Regions from separate parts of the Mus musculus genome. Here regions 1 and 3 are each linked to region 2. A link is a contact called in public Hi-C and HiChIP or PLAC-seq data. All regions are on one chromosome and are shown on one strand. Each heading gives the region's core, a stretch centred on a gene start, on an enhancer-like site or on the middle of the called end of the contact. The rest is flanking DNA. Distances are from core to core; before and after follow the strand shown.

Region 1 (2,947 bases), core at 299-2,798, 180 kb before region 2:
TGTGTCTGCAAGACACTTTACGTATGGATGGAGCTATCCACCCATCTCTTATACATTATTTTATTCAGTTTGTTGCTTGAATAAGGATGAGTAGAACCAATTTTCTTTCTGTTTTACTTTTGTTTGATGTTTAACTTACTTAAAAATCTTGTTTGGTTTATGTTGGACTATCTACACAGCAAATTAAGCTTGAGGGAACTAAGAAAACTGTAGCTGTATTTTGTGTGTTGGTAATTGTGTCTCTACATCCTCTGAAAGCCCTTTGGCTGTTAAGCATTTCTGATGTTGCAGTTATATTCTTTTTTTTAAATTTTCTTTATTTATTTATTATATGGTACACTGTAGCTGTTTTCAGATACCCCAGAAGAGGGCAGCAGATCTTTTTACGGATGGTTGTGAGCCACCATGTGGTTGCTAGGATTTGAACTCAGGACCTTCAGAAGAGCCGTTGGTTCTCTTAACCACCGAGCCATCTCTCCAGCCCAGTTATATTCTTTCTATTGTATTAGAAACCCAGAAATTGGCACACACATGCACTAGCAAAAGACCTGGAATTCATTATGATATAGTTTCCATATTTACATTGAGGTCTTGACCTCCTCCCTTTCTAAGAAAATCATGGGAAGAAATATCCTAGTAGAGAGAGATCTGTCCATCATAGTGTGGGGAAGGAAAAAGGACCACCTTCCTACATAAATATTCTGCACGTCTCATGAACATTCACAACAACGTCTTAAAAATCCACCACAAAGAACCAGAGGGCTACCGACTGCCCCCTTTGGGTGTACCTGCTGCGCTTTCTCTCTCCAGAGTGTATACCCTTTGCATTGCTAAGTAAACTCCACTTAGACTGTGTGTGTCTCTTAGCTGTGCTCTCTCCCTTGAGAAGACAGAAGGAGGAAAATGTTTCACTGGTAACATCTATAACTACACTCAGGGCCACAGGAGCTAGTAACCCTTCAGTAACAAATTGTAGATAAACTAACAAGTGACTATGCCACCAGGGCACTATGGCAGGAGTCAATCTCAATGCCATTTCATGAACATGTATGCAAAGGTTGCAGCATTTGAGCACCATGACTAAGCAGGTTTGTTCAGTATCCTTTGCTGACTGCTTACAAGCTAAAGGATCAAATGAATACAGAATTTGCATATAGACCTGAATAATTAGAATGCTACAGAATAAGAAATCTAAGTGTTGTACATATTTCGTTTAATATTTCCTATAACAGAAATACTTAGAGTACATATCTAGACTCTAGTCTGATGGTGTTGCAAGGCTTGAAGTGAGTGATGCTGCCTCAGGTCTTTCTCCTTCCTTCCAGCTCATGGTGGGTGACGCCCTTCTTTCCTTTTGTCTTTCCAGAGACCCTTAGCAGCTATGTTTCTGCTTTGCTCCACATCTTTAGTTTACTAAGTTAATTTTACCAAGAGCTCTGATACCCACACGTATGCAAATGCTTGTTTAAGGGGAAGCTAACGAGGGATCATGGGACGGGCAGCAGGGCCCTTGAGCTCGTCTGTAATTTGACTCCTGTTACTAGAAATATTCATATCTTTCCAGGGAGGTTAAAAATATAACATTCATTTGTGGTCAGTAGAATCTATTCAGTGCAGTCTCCGGGGAAGTCTTGAAAAACAGAACAAAACAAACCGCTGGTGTCCTTGGCCTTCAGCCCATGGAATGTCAAGGTCCTTGGCATTAAGCCAGCATTCGCTCTAGTAATCAAAAATATATTCATGCAGCAGTTAGAATAATTATACATTATAATTATGTATAACAGCTCAAGTATAGTGATTAATAATGACCACAAATAAATGGGATTTAGGATGTTTTTCTTAATTTTATAATCTCCTTTGCTCGTGAAGAACAATATAAATTGCCATGGGTATTCCTGACATTGTGGTAGAGAAGGAATAAACCAAACTTTTATTATTTTGTGTTTTCTCAATGAATCAGAAATGCAATAATATACATTCAGTGTTGTGATTGGTAGAGCATCTCAATTACAATAAAGAACATTTTATAGAGTCGTTCTCTAAGTGGATGGCAAATATTTGCTTCAAAAACTGTCTGTAAGGGCCTTTGGCCTCAGCCCCATAAAGCACAAAACCATAAACATCCACTGTGCTCAAATAAAGTTAAAAAAAAGAGAGAGAGAGAGAGAGAGAGAACATCAAATAACTTCAGAAGCTATTTATTATAAACTTTCTCCAAAGTACCTGTTAGTCTTCAAGATGACAAAATTAAATAACCTACTACCAACTATAACATTAAAACTCAAAGCAAACCTAGGAACTTCTGTCCAAGAGTTTAAAGTGAATGCTTCCTAATGCTGTCATTTCTCACTGTTAAAGATGATAAAGAGACAGAAAAAAATGTCCTAAACAGTTCTTCATAAGCCGCGGAGTGAACCATGAAGCCACAGTTTCACTCTGCTGAGCTTAGTGGTAAAAACCTCCCTCCTTACTATGGTTGCTCAGAGCCAGCAGTGTTCAGGGAAACCACAGCAGTTTGTCCCGCTGCTCTGGAGGATCAGCTGATCCACATGGGCAAAGGTATAGCAGGGGTCGGGAGAGGTTCAAAGCTCCTGGATGAAGACGGTGGGATGAAATGGTTGAGAAGGGACAGACATGGGGAGAAGGACAAGAGCTTCCAGAGTTGTCCTTGTCTGCGTTTTAGGTCTGGAAAAGGCCACAGGCAGATTTGTTTTATTTTTTCCTATTTCTGGTTGTACTTTACAAGGTCACTTACAAGTGAAAATACTTAACTGGGGAGATAAATAAAATTTCCAAAATATTCCCCCTTCACTCACAGATAATACTCTCCACAGGGCGGCAGGCAGGGAGGGAACAAGCAGCAACTGTGTGTCAAGCCAGGGAAATGTTAGTGATCCCCCAAACACACACAGGAGCGGATCTGATGCAACTCACAGCAGAGGCTTTA
Region 2 (3,322 bases), core at 707-3,206:
TAAGCATGTTCTTCCCTGGGCCAGAGGTCTATTCTTGGCCTCCCTCCAGCCTCTTCTTCCCTCCCTTGGTAGGCGGCCTGCTATGCAATGGTGATTACCCTAGCAGCTATGGCAAAGCTGGCTGGCAGTGCTCTTACCATCACCATCCACAGGGACTGGATTGTGAGCCTCACAGGGGACAACACAGATCAGCTGTGGACAGTGCCACCCTCACCAGTGCAATGGGCAGAGGAATAGAGGTGACAAGCCATTAAGGGCTACAGGAAAAGCAATATTGTAGTCTGTAGAAGAAAGGGATTTGGAGCCAAACAGGTCTAGAATTGAATTCAGCTGAAACCTGATATCTTTTACCAGCTTCATGTCCTGGGGCAGTGGGCTTAACCTCTTGGAACTCAACTTTCCTCATCTGTAGCATGGGGCAAATACACAGGCATGCATGCTGGCACATGTGTCCATCTACACACTCACTCTCAGCTCACTTTGGGAAAGGAAGGATTTCGTGAAATCCAGTTTTTTAAAGTTCCGCATAGAAGGAATGCCCAAGAAATGACCACCTCTGCTGTCCCCTAATACACAGGTAGACCGTGGTTCTGGAGGGAAGATTTTCATTTACCGACATTCTGGAGCCGTTTTAGGCCCAGACAAGCGAATGAAAAGATTTCTAAATTCTTGCCAGTGATAACTTCCTACATTCTCCACAAAATATTACCCTCCAGCGTGACCTTTGATTATTGCTGATGGTGGTGGTAGAAATTAGCGTTCTAATAAAGCGGTGAGTGCAGCAGGATGCTCTGACAGTGGGATGATCTGACAGCTTGTCTTTTGCCTCCATTTACAAAGCGTGCATGGCTCCTGATGCAATGTGTTCTAATTGCCAACTTAGAGCTGAACACTTCAGGCTACCCTATACTTGAGCAGTTGTAGTGCCTGTGAGTTGATGGCCAAGATAAAGGAAGCTATTAAGGAGTCTAAAATACTCGCCTTGCAGACTGGAACCCCTTATCATGCTTTCTATCTAAACAGTTCTTATTTAGATGTACTGCAGCTTCAACAACATCATCCAGAATAAGAAAAGCCGCATGAGACTTCAGTGTGTCCTCTGCTTGGGGTCAAGAAAACTTTCCTTCTCTCTGTTAACTTCTTTTAAAGGACTTCAGGGTAAATTTTTTGGCTCAAGTTTATTACAGGTTTGAAAATAAATTTGGGGATCTTTTCTTCAATGGTGGTAGAAGCCATAAGCTTTGGAGTCAGACGGCCTGGATTTTGAGGCTTGGCTCCATCATGTTCTTCCTCTGCAATCCTGAGAAAGCAGTTTCCCTCTGTGTGCCTCAGTTTTCTAGTTTGTAAAACGGAAGCACCATTAGCTTCTTAGAATTGTAAGAGTTAAATGAGATGAATGAGGTTGGTGACTATTCGCCTGACACAGTAAGAATTCTTCCCATTCACCTCTTCCCCCACCTCTCCTACCCCCCCCCATCTTCCTTCCCATGTCACTGTGCTGGCGACAAATCGGTGACCATCACTGTTATCAGCACTGCAAGGACTGTAGGTGACCTACTCTCTCTCTCTCACTTTACTAATCTGATCACTCACATCCACTACAGCTGCCTTTGCAGCTGTCACCCAGGTTGAAAGGGCCATTGCTAGTCTGCAGACAAACCTGCTGTCCACATCACTGACACTCAGGACAAGCCCAGGGAGCACACGGTGTCAAGGTCAGCAGAAAAGGCAGCATCCGTCCACTAAGTCTCAGTGTTTCCCCCTCCCCCTTGCAGAGAAGGACACAGCAGTGAGGCAGCTGGACCAGCCCATTGGCCCCTGTGACCTGAGCCAGGTGACAACACGGGCATCTCATGTGACTGGGTGTGGTTTCATTCTCAGATGGAACTTGGTTTCACTTCTTGTAGAGGTTCTATTTCTGTACAGGGTTTATCAACTAGTTCCCCTGTTGGCTGTAAAAACCCCAGCAGTGCACAGCGGGGTGCTTCCTAGAGAGGCAGCAAGCCTTCTTTGGAGGCTGCACACCCAAGGCAATGCAAACTCAGCGAGGTCTCTCATTTTGTTTACTCTTCCTATGTTGGTGTTTCGTTTATTATTTCCAGGCCATGTGTCTAACCACATCTTAATATTCTGTCTGCGAGTGTACATACAAACAGTGGGCTGCAGCTGAGTTCATATGGCTTGACCACATTTCAGGGGGCAGGCAGGGTAACTTGGTACAGTTAAATGGATTATTAAAACTTCAGGGACTCCATCTGAGAAGGGCAAGGGCAAGCAGCATGCCCATGGGACCTGCATAGCCTATCCTACCATCTTGGGAGACGAATTACTCCTTCCCATCTTGTAAATTCCTCCCCCAAAACCTCTAAAAACTTAAGAGAGGCAAATGTGTCAAGGAGGATGGGCCACTCTTTGGTCACGATAATAGAGTGGATCCCTGCAGCATTTGTTTCAAAATTATAAATTCCCTATGTATATGGGGAAGAACAGGGGTGGGAACGCTGCCAGTAGACATGACGTCATTCCCAAGTAAGAGCCATCTTCACCTATTGACAATGTTGCTCATCTCCCTGATTAATTCAGTTTCTTCTTATGGGCTTATGATTAGTATTCACTTTTCTCAATTTATTTTTCAGATAAAGACCACTAGATTAGCCGGGCAGTGGTGGCGCACACCTTTAATCCCAGCACTTGGGAGGCAGAGGCAGGTGGATTTCTGAGTTCGAGGCCAACCTGGTCTACAAAGTGAGTTCCAGGATAGCCAGGGCTATACAGAGAAACCCTGTCTTGAAAAGCCCAAAAAAAAAAAAAAAACAAACAACAACAACAAAACACTAGATCAACTTTATGAACAAGATGAAAGATCAATATGTAGAGGTGTGTATTCAGATGATAAATGGACAGAGGAATACATAAGTGGTAGCTCAATAGAAAGGGTATGCCCACTCCATGTTTTGCCTATGTGAACTTTCAAAGTTACTTTATTTCATATTCTCTGCCTCTCTGCAAAGTAAGAACAATTACAGAACTAATTTCATCAGGATACTGTGAGATTTCAGTAGGGTACTGTACACAAAGCCTGCTTTTATCCCCTCCCATACAATAAGACTGAAGCCAATGTTCTCTGTATTTCCACCATTGTTGTTTGGTTGTCATCTTTGTTTCTAGTAGCCTGGCAGTACATCCATTTGTATAATAAGCAGCTCCTACCTCTTGCCCCCTGTGCCTCACCTTCCTTCAGAGCTCTACTTGGCTCCTCAGGACTTTGCAGGACTTGTCTTCCCTGTGCTGAGTACCTCTGAAATAGTTGTGTATTTCTAAT
Region 3 (3,319 bases), core at 305-2,804, 160 kb before region 2:
TTTGCAATGTGCTTAATGAAGCCTAACAACATGGCCTGGTTGACTTCATGTATGTATATACATATGTATATACAATGTTCAATATATATATATGTATATGTGTATGTGTATATGTATATAATATGTGCTTATTATTTCTTTGGTATGTTTTAAAAACTTGCTTAGTGTTTTGGGAGACATTTTGTCATCTCTAGCATTAACTTAGAATGACTTCCTTTCTTCCAGGTTGAAATTTGCCTTCTTCCTCTCTTTCTTTCTTTCTTTCTTTCTTTCTTTCTTTCTTTCTTTCTTTCTTTCTTTCTTTCTTTCTTTCTTTCTTTCTTTCTTTCTTTCCTTCCTTCCTTCCTTCCTTCCTTCCTTCCTTCCTTCCTTCCTCTCTCTCTCTCTCTCTCTCTCTCTCTCTCTTTCTTTCTAATTCAACCAGATTTGAGTTGAGAGGGTTGTAATAGGGGGAGCTCGGAGCATATGCTGTATTGGCTATATATATATATATATATATATATATAAAACGTTATCTGTAGGATAAGTAGGTGTGGAAGACGAAAAATGGCTTATGGAAAAAAGTAGAGAAATATACTTAATTTTTTTCTAAAGAAAAATATTTATTTATTTAATGTGTATATATGTATGGCTGAGTGTGTATGTATGTATGTGTACCATATGTGTGCAGATACCTTCGAGGCCAGAAGTGTCAGATCTGCTGTACTAGAGTCCTGATGTGGGTGCTGGGAACTGAACCCCATTCATCTGGAAGATCAGCAAGTGCTCTTAAGCTCTGAGCCAACTCTCCATCCTCCCTTTTACTATTAAAATTCTTTTAATTTATGTGTGTGTGTGTGTGTTAGGTGCATGTGTACCTGGATGAGGGCAGAGGCCAGAAGAGGGCTACTGATCCCCTGAGACTGAAGTTATAGAGGTTGTGAGCTTCCACATGGGTGCAAAAGCAGTAATATTTTTTTTAACTCTTCAGTTGTCTTTTAGACACCATATTTGAAATTTTCAAGGCTAAAGTCAAAAGCAATGAACATAAGAAAAGGTAGTATTTTAATTGCTATTTCCGAAATCACACAGACACAGACAGACAGACAGACAGACAGACAGACAGACAGACACACACACACACACACAGACACACACACACACACACACACACACACACACACACACACCCCACACACACCCCCCAGAATCCGGTCAAATTTTGATATACTTTTGGGAAATGATTCGAGTAATTGAATATCAGCTTGCTGTCCTTTTCTGATTACGTTTTAAAGCATCTGGTAAGACTTAAGGTCTAAAGGGCTCAGAGAGATCCTGAGACCTTCATGGAACTTCTTAGTTGTCACCACTAACCACACAGTCAATCGTCTCCCCTGGGCGTTCCCGGACCACGCCCATCGCGCAGACCACGCCCACTCAAATCGCCCCCCCCCCATCAATAGTTTCAGATTCTCATTGGTGGAGAAGTTGTTCTGGGCCCACCCTGGGGGTCAGTGATAGGCTGATCCAGTGTGGGACGGTGGTGGTTGGCTGCTTGGGGACGGGTCTCTGGTGGTGCCTGTCAGAGAGGCTGGCGGCAGTGGCGGCTGTCCGGGCTGGGTTGTCAGTCAGAGAGAGGAGGGAAGATGGCTCGCCCGGACTCGTGCTGCTAGAAGGAGAGGGGCAGGTGGCGCGGCTGCCGGCGGAGCGCAGTCGCCCGGTCGCCGTGGTCGCCGTGGTCGCCGTGGTCGTGGGGGGAGGCCGCGGTAGGTCCGGAGCTGCTCTGGTGAGTCTGCCGCGAGCCGTACGCCGGCCCCTGAGGCGCCGGGAGACCGAGAACTTTCTTTGGTCTGGGAGGAGCGGGGCTGAAGCTGTTGCCGGCGGCGGGTAGGACTTCGTCCTGGGGCGGCGGCCCGTTGCGGGTAACGGCTCCCGCGCGAGGCGCGGCCCGAGAACCCTAAGTTGGCCGCGGCCGGCTGCCCGCTGTGAACGAGGCTCCGTTCCCGGTTGGGCGATGAGCTGGGGGTGCCCCAGGGTCGGCCTAGCACAGAGCCCACCGTAGCCTATGGCCACTGCCCACCCGTCCGCGCCGCCCAAAGCCTGGCCTCGCCGCCCACGCTGGCTCCGCAGACCCGGTGCTCTTCAGAGCGGTGCTCGCTCGGGTCTTGAATCCCGTGGGGCTGGGGGTTCGGAGTGCCAGACCGGTCTGTCTGTCCACCACCAGGAGAGCTCCTCTTCTGCCTGCGCCGCGCTGGACCCTGGAGTTCTGCCTCTTCTGCGGCTGCTGTGACCGCCCTCGAGGATCGACAGGGTTTTCTGTCCACTGAACGGTTTTTTGTTTTTGTTTTTTTGTAAGCTTCTTTCTTTTTTCTTTCTTTTCTTCCTTTCGTTCTTTTTTCCTTCCTTGCCCCCCCCCTCCCCGCACGAAAACACCCCAGGTTTGCAAGCTTCAGCAAAACTGGGTCTCTGCCCTGCAGCGTGCATGTGTTTGCTTTGTACCTTTAGAGTTTAGAGGTTCCTGAAGAATTTGGCCCTAGTGGTTTTGCACTGCACTGAATCGCTTCTGGGATAAAACGCTATTGCACGCGGGCAGCGGCTCCACTGCTCAGGTAGGGGGAGTGCTGCTGCGATACAGAGACTGCTACTGGTTGCATGCAGGGTAACACTGGCTTTCTGTACACTGGGTGTCCTTTGGGTAACAAGGTAGGTTTTGCAGGAGATGTGCCAGCCCTGTGGTTCATGCCACGCGTTGCAGTTTGAGGTTTTCAGTTGTTACAACTTTTATCTACATAAAGCCACAAAGATTAGGGTAACCTTGAAACAATGCGATAGTTCTGGGAGGTGTGTTTTCCTAGGACTGCTCTGTTGCCAATGGCACCAGCCTCCTCCCCCCAACCCCCACCCCCGATCGTTTGTGACCACTTTTCCCCTTTAGGTGAATACATTTTAAGGTTTATAAGATGACTCTTTGTATCACGTTTTTGAAGTACACTGAAGGACAAGAAAGGGGAAAGGTTTCTTTGTCAGGAGTGGTATCAAAATCAAGTATTCAGATAATTTCACTTTAGTAGTAAGGGGGAAGCCCAGCATGTATTTAGAAACCAGACTCTACAATTGACTCATTTTACAGTCATTTGATTTATTAACATTATTTCCAGAAACAAATTAGAAATCCCGTTAATAATCAGTAGCTACAGTCTCTGGGTATGCATGCCAGGTGGAGACTGGGTTGGGTCAATGCAGACAGAGTTCTGTCTTTCCTTTCATCAGGCTTGGTGGCAAGAGCTTTTACCACCAGAGCCATACTGAAGGACCCTGCTTTCCTTTTTCTACTTTTTTG

Evidence for each region. Hi-C and Micro-C count contacts between places; a contact is called where the count stands out from the background. HiChIP or PLAC-seq counts read pairs in DNA pulled down with a chosen protein or histone mark.
Region 1: a contact with region 2 is called in a Hi-C map of bone marrow-derived macrophages, with 30 read pairs. The contact joins two enhancer-like sites. A contact is called at or near these places in 1 of 39 promoter capture datasets (embryonic stem cells), 1 of 15 datasets of contacts at CTCF or cohesin (CD8 T cells), 27 of 484 Hi-C or Micro-C datasets (3T3-L1-derived adipocytes, B cells, the G1E-ER4 cell line and 9 more) and 10 of 115 datasets of contacts at active chromatin or transcription factors (the HPC-7 cell line, T-cell acute lymphoblastic leukemia, acute myeloid leukemia and 6 more).
Region 3: an H3K4me3 HiChIP or PLAC-seq map of the 230-238 cell line shows a contact between it and region 2, with 18 read pairs. The contact joins the promoter of Fam126a here to the enhancer-like site in region 2. A contact is called at or near these places in 18 of 39 promoter capture datasets (3T3-L1-derived adipocytes, the C10 cell line, the HPC-7 cell line and 12 more), 1 of 15 datasets of contacts at CTCF or cohesin (CD8 T cells), 15 of 484 Hi-C or Micro-C datasets (CD8 T cells, the G1E-ER4 cell line, the HPC-5 cell line and 7 more), 16 of 115 datasets of contacts at active chromatin or transcription factors (the 230-238 cell line, the HPC-7 cell line, acute myeloid leukemia and 10 more) and 4 of 9 other capture datasets (adipose tissue, liver, macrophages and 1 more).

What each region holds. Positions count from the first base shown.
Region 1 is chr5:24,052,057-24,055,003 of GRCm38.p6, reverse strand. No RefSeq gene overlaps it. Among named protein-coding and RNA genes, the nearest start is that of Fam126a, 23 kb to the right of the region's middle. Within about 2 kb of position 1,548, at least 44 of the 459 cell types and tissues checked have an H3K27ac peak or open chromatin away from gene starts, as enhancers often do. A contact at or near this core is called in bone marrow-derived macrophages and heart atrium, where this site is marked.
Region 2 is chr5:23,873,200-23,876,521 of GRCm38.p6, reverse strand. It overlaps the pseudogene Gm9534. Among named protein-coding and RNA genes, the nearest start is that of Gm42228, 22 kb to the right of the region's middle. Within about 2 kb of position 1,956, at least 62 of the 459 cell types and tissues checked have an H3K27ac peak or open chromatin away from gene starts, as enhancers often do. A contact at or near this core is called in the 230-238 cell line, CD8 T cells, the N1E-115 cell line and 4 more, where this site is marked.
Region 3 is chr5:24,028,925-24,032,243 of GRCm38.p6, reverse strand. It overlaps Fam126a (family with sequence similarity 126, member A), which reads left to right and starts at 1,554. Exons shown (of 11, transcript NM_053090.3): 1 at 1,554-1,765.